2 separate regions of the Mus musculus genome follow, and region 1 is linked to region 2. Evidence: chromatin contacts called from public Hi-C data. All regions are on one chromosome and are shown on one strand. The core of a region is the stretch at or near the end of the contact, and the rest is flanking DNA. Distances in the headings are between cores, read along the strand shown.

Region 1 (2,700 bases), core at 118-2,617, 2.0 Mb after region 2:
GAATTGAACAAATTGAACTCAGGACCTCTGGAAGAGCAGCCAGCACTCTTAACGGCTAAGCCATTTCTCCAGTCTTTAAGCTTCCTTTTTGGGACAATGTCTTATGCAGCCCAGGCTGGCCTGAAGCTTATTGTATAGCTAAGGATGACCTTGGAATCCCATGCTTCTGCCTCCGCTCCTTGGTGCTGGGATTATAGGTGCTTACCAGGTGTCCATTCATACCATGTTAGGGATGGGAGCCAGGACTACATGAGTGCTGGCATGCCTGATATCACTAAGTTATATCTCCACTCTCTCTCTGTCTCTGTCTCTCTATTTATTTATCTATTCATTCATTCATTCATTCATTCATTCATTCATTCATTCATTCATTCATTCATTTATTTTTCTGGTGCTTGGACTAGACCCAGGCTCTGTAAACTCAAGGAAAGGACCTGAGTCACACCTCCAGCTCTCCCTCCTTTATCAATTCTGCATCACTCCAGAATGCTCTCAATTCTGCATCACTTCCTGGCTCCCCTCTCCAGCCTGGCCTCTCTCACCTGACTTCTAAGACAGCCCTTCCCAGGACCAGCCTTCCTGCCCTCACTCCTCTAACTCCACACCCATTTCTTTCTCCCCATCTTTTCTGGGTCTCTACAAACCACCTATGCCCTCTGCCCCTCCACATCTTGCTTGTCTCTCCCTCTGTCTACGAGGGACACAGGGAGATGGTGGTCCCATCCGTGGGCCATAGGTTTCCAGGTACAGACTCTAAGACAAGCAATGGCTACCCCCACCCTTACATACTATCGATTCTGGCCTCAGTTTCCCTGCCTTACTCTATAAATGGCCTCACTGCCCTCTGGTGTGTTTTCTTGTGTTCCTAAATCTGTGGCTGGTCTGAGCACAATTTCTTTCATATTCTCTTGATCACTTGCTCATTGAATCTCAGGTCTAGAGGGTAGAATGAATTGTATTATTTGGGTCTTGCCAAGCAATGCTCTTCCTACCCTCTCTCCCCTATTTCTCTTTTTGACTCTCTCTGCCTCTCTGTGTGTTTAACTTGAGCTCCAGGCTCCTCCATGTTAAATATGCACTCTACCACTGAGCTATGGTAAATATGTTAAATATGCACTCCCCCCAAGTCTATTTTCTCTCAAACCCTGTTCCCCATCCCACCCCAAATAGGATCCTTACTGCTGCAATCTATACGTTCTTGTAAGTAAATCAGGTGTGGCTTATGGGTGTTTCAGTGTCTCAGGAGTAGGCTGTGGATCACAAGCTACTGGGTACATGTGTATTTATTTCCCTAACACTGCCCGATTCCTCTGTGCCGCCCACGCAGTCACACCCTACCAGCAGGGCCAGAGAGTTCCTATTTTGGCACGTTTTCCCCTGAACTCCCCACTAGCCAGCTTTCTGACTCGGGCCAGTGCGGTGGGTGTGGAGTGGAACCGGCTGGTACCTCATTTGCATTTCTCTGAAGTTCGTGGGTCTAAGCACCTCTTCGCTGCTGCTGAGTCATTCGGGTTTCCCCTTCTGTGAACTGCTTTTCAACATCCTTTCATCCGATCGTTATTATTTCCTGTCTTCTTGTAGAGCTGCTCTAATTCTTTGTATCTTCTAGATATTTATCCCTCGTCATTTTTCAGATATCATAAAGACCTCCTCCATTCTGGTATATGGTTGCTGTCTTTATTCGGGCTTTCCCCTCATTGTTTAAACATTCCTTAATTGGACCGCTCCAGAAGTAAAAGGTTTGTGCCACTAAGCCTCACAGTCTAAATTGGATCGCCAGGAATCACGGTGTGGAAAGACTGTGATTCTAAAACTCCTGAAAGTTGTTCATGTACATGTCTCCTTACTCCCCACCCCAACACATACACCAGTCTAAATCATACATACATACATACATACATACATACATACATACATACATACATGTAATTTTAAAAAACATTTTTAAAGGTCTATTTAAAAAGTCCCTGGTTGACTGGTCTACAAATACAAAGTGAGTTCCAGGACAGCCAGAGGTAGACAGAGAAATCATGTCTCAAAAAACCAAAAAAAAAAAAAAAAAAAGTCGATTGTTGGTGTGTGTGTGTGTGTATACATGCATGTGTGCGTGTGTTTTATTTTGTGCATTTTGTGTGTGTGTGTGTATACATGCATGTGTGTGTGTGTGTGTTTTATTTTGTGCATTTTGTGTGTGTGTGTGTATACATGCATGTGTGTGTGTGTGTTTTATTTTGTGCATTTTGTGTGTGTGTGTGTTGTTTTTTGAGACAGGGTTTCCTTGTGTAGCCCTGACTGTCCTAGAACTCGCTCTGTGGACCTCGCTGGCCTCCAACTCAAAGAGCTACCTGCCTCTGACTCCTGAGTGCTAGGGTTAAACGCTTGCACCACCATGGCCAGGCGAAAAAACAAAAACAAAAATAAAAACAAACAAAACAAAACAAAAAAACCAATTCCTTAATTTTAATGTAACAAAAATCCATCAATATTCTCCATTAGATCATAGTTGAAAGGACCTTCCTTACATGGAGGTCATGAAGATGCTTTTGTTTTTCTTTTCTGTTTGTTGGCTTAATAATTCTAGCTGGGCCAATCAAAGATCTGAAGTACATGCAATATATATGGTGTAAAGACCCAATTTTATTTCCAATTTTTACCCAATTTCTGTCTGCCTGCCTTTCTTATACTGCCAAACAAGCACTC
Region 2 (2,811 bases), core at 281-2,780:
GCATCGACGGCTTTTTTTTGGGGGGGGGGGGCAGGGAAGGGTCGAGCCCTGAAATAACACCAAATGCAGCTGAGTGTTGCTTCCAACAATGGATTTACAGCTCTCTTCCCATGGCTTGGAATAAAGGGGGCTTATTAAATGATCTCTGAAGGTTTTCAAAGCTATGGCGAGATTGCTCATGAAAAAGAAATTTCATCAAATAAAGTGTGTGAAAGAGAGCTTGGAGGGTGGCAGCTGCGTGCAATCTCAAAAACAGAACTCTATAGAACAGGAAAACAACAGAATAATGTCTCTCAGTTCCTCCTCTTAATATCCTAAAACCTCTTTTCCAATATCATCGTGGGCAGAATGATCCAACTGTAGTCTGTGCTATTGTAGGTAAAAGAAAAACAAAAACCAAAAAACAAACAAAAAACCATTGGGAGGTTGTCTTTGCTGTATATATTACTTTAAAGAATAACCTCGAAGTAAACAAAAAAACTTTGAGATACAATTTTAGTCATGTTCTGGGGACACTGTGTACTAGAAACAAACATTCCCGTGTTTCATTAAAGGGTCCTAAGGGCAAGGCACTGGAACTTGGCAAAAGGCAGTTCACGTGTCAAATACACCCAAATCCTCAATACATGAAATGCGGGGGGTGAAGGGAAACCCCATTTCTCTAGGTGTAAATTCCAGCTGGGTAGTAAGAGGCAACGGGGCTTCCCGGCGATCTGTGGGATTGTTTCCCCAGCTCGAGGCCCGACCTAACGGTAAGTGCTAGGCCATTGGCCGGTGCTTCACGCGTGGATCGTGGAAGAACACTGACCTGTTAAGGTCTATTTCGTGTCTCGCTCGTCACCCTCGGAGACATAGTAGATGGATCTTTTGACGAACGCAAACCAGTCCTATGTATGCTAGCGCACACCTGTGACACATGCACGTATGCACCAGTGGGTCGATGGGGGACACTCGAGGAGCCCACTGGCAGGTTTATAGCACACGGAAACTATACGGGGGTGAAAAACACAAAGGCTCGAGGCACAGAACCAACTCGAGGATTGCAGATGCGCTCGCACATTCAACCCGGGACACAAAAGAGCAGAGATCAGCGCAGCCCTGCGGATGGGGACCGCCCGGGGCCCACGTGCGCTCCCCGCCGACCCCGCAGCCGCGCACCCCGAGTCCGCCGCGCCGTCACCAAACGGACCCGAAACTTGGCCGCGGGGACTTAAGAGCCGCGGAGCGGGAGCCTTCGCGCCGCCTCGCGTCGGCGCCAGCGCCAGCCACCGGTTCCCGGCCGTTCGGAGGAAGCTCGAAGGGGGCGCGTCAGCCCGCCCCGCAATCCCCTTAGCGCCCGGCCCGGTCGCCCCCGCCGCGGTGGCCACACTCCTCACTGACACCAAGGGACATTCCCCCGAGGCCCGCCCGCCCTCCCCGGCTCCGCCGCTCCTCACCAGAGCGCGACGTGCCAACGCTTCAGCGAGCCCAGAGCCGCAGCCGCCGCCGTCGCTCTGGCGCCCGCGGCCGCGCCGCCGCCATCTTGGCTCCGGCCGGAAGTGACGTCGGCACGGCGCCCACAACCCCCGACCCCGACCCCGACCCCGCGCGTAGCTCGTGGCCTGCGACCCCGAGGAGCTCAACACGACGGTCAGGCGTGACCCCGGCGGACTGTGTCGCCCTCTCTGTCAATCACGGACTCGCCGCTCGCCCCAGAGCGTTATTACCTCGAAGGGAAGCCCGCGTCGCCATGGCCGGGCCAGCCTGACCACTATAGAGTTAGGGCTGAGAAACTCAAGAGTTGGTCAGAGAAGCCACCCTACTTCAGACGACCGCGACTGACTGGCGTGGTGGCGCACACTTTAATCCCCAAACTCGAGGCAGAAGCAGCCAGAGCTACATAGTGAATTCCAGGAAGGCAGGACCACACCCTTAGACCTTGTTTCAAGAAAAACAAGAGCAGAATCCACTCTGAAGGCCACTCACTAGACCACTGCCAGGCAAATAGACCGTTTAAATGGTGTGCAAAGGACCAATATAGCCACACACACACAAACCCGAAACTTCAGCAAAGCAGATGCAACTGAGCGGCTGTATTCATCCCTTACCAGGAGGCATTTGCTAACTGCCAGCTATGGGCCTAGGTCAGTGCCAAGGCTCTGTGGTACCCAGCATGGCCTTCATCTTGCCCTTGGGAACTGCACCACTATTTACAAACAAGTGAGCTGGAGATGGATTGGATTGAACTGGAGACCACTTCTGACATCCCAGAAAAGAGGTTTGACGGGAACATAGTTGCCAATCAATCTGAAGTTGTAGAGAGATGAAAGTTACTTGTCACATCTAGATGGTACCCAGAGCCATGAGTACTTCAAGATAAAGCTATCCTCTGAGAAGAAAGGAAAAAAAAAAAAAATCTAAGTGTAGTGGGCCGTATTAGTCCTCTGAGAAAAGGATCTGAAAAATAGATAATGTATTATGTTCAAATGTGCCTCCAAAACTTTGGAAAGACCAGACAAGCTCATCAAATGTACCTGTTGTTTAGAAAGTACGTCAATCAACGTGGATTGTGGTATACTCTGTAAAGGATTGGTGACATGGTGATTATCTCATCAGTACTGTTGACAGGTGAGGACAATGTCAAGTGTTGTCAAGGTCTGGATCACCACAGAGCCCGTGGAGAGAGGAAATAAAACCTCAAATGTTTGCTTATGTCTCTCACTAGTCAAGAGTTTACAAACCTAAGAGAGACATGCAAACTTGTCACTAGAATATACACTATTATGGTACAGGCTGCCACTGGAATTTGCACTCTTTATTTGATTAACACCT

The links. Hi-C and Micro-C count contacts between places; a contact is called where the count stands out from the background.
Region 1: a Hi-C map of B cells shows a contact between it and region 2, with 5 read pairs. The contact joins the enhancer-like site here to the promoter of Prdm2 in region 2. A contact is called at or near these places in 1 of 39 promoter capture datasets (pre-B cells), 1 of 484 Hi-C or Micro-C datasets (B cells), 1 of 115 datasets of contacts at active chromatin or transcription factors (bone marrow-derived dendritic cells) and 1 of 9 other capture datasets (liver).

The regions. Positions count from the first base shown.
Region 1 is chr4:145,253,189-145,255,888 of GRCm38.p6, forward strand. The region is part of intron 2 of Gm36233 (a long non-coding RNA gene); the gene reads right to left. Among named protein-coding and RNA genes, the nearest start is that of Tnfrsf1b, 7.7 kb to the left of the region's middle. Within about 2 kb of position 1,368, at least 139 of the 459 cell types and tissues checked have an H3K27ac peak or open chromatin away from gene starts, as enhancers often do. A contact at or near this core is called in B cells and pre-B cells, where this site is marked.
Region 2 is chr4:143,211,179-143,213,989 of GRCm38.p6, forward strand. Prdm2 (PR domain containing 2, with ZNF domain) reads right to left here and starts at 1,531. Exons shown (of 10, transcript NM_001081355.3): 1 at 1,437-1,531.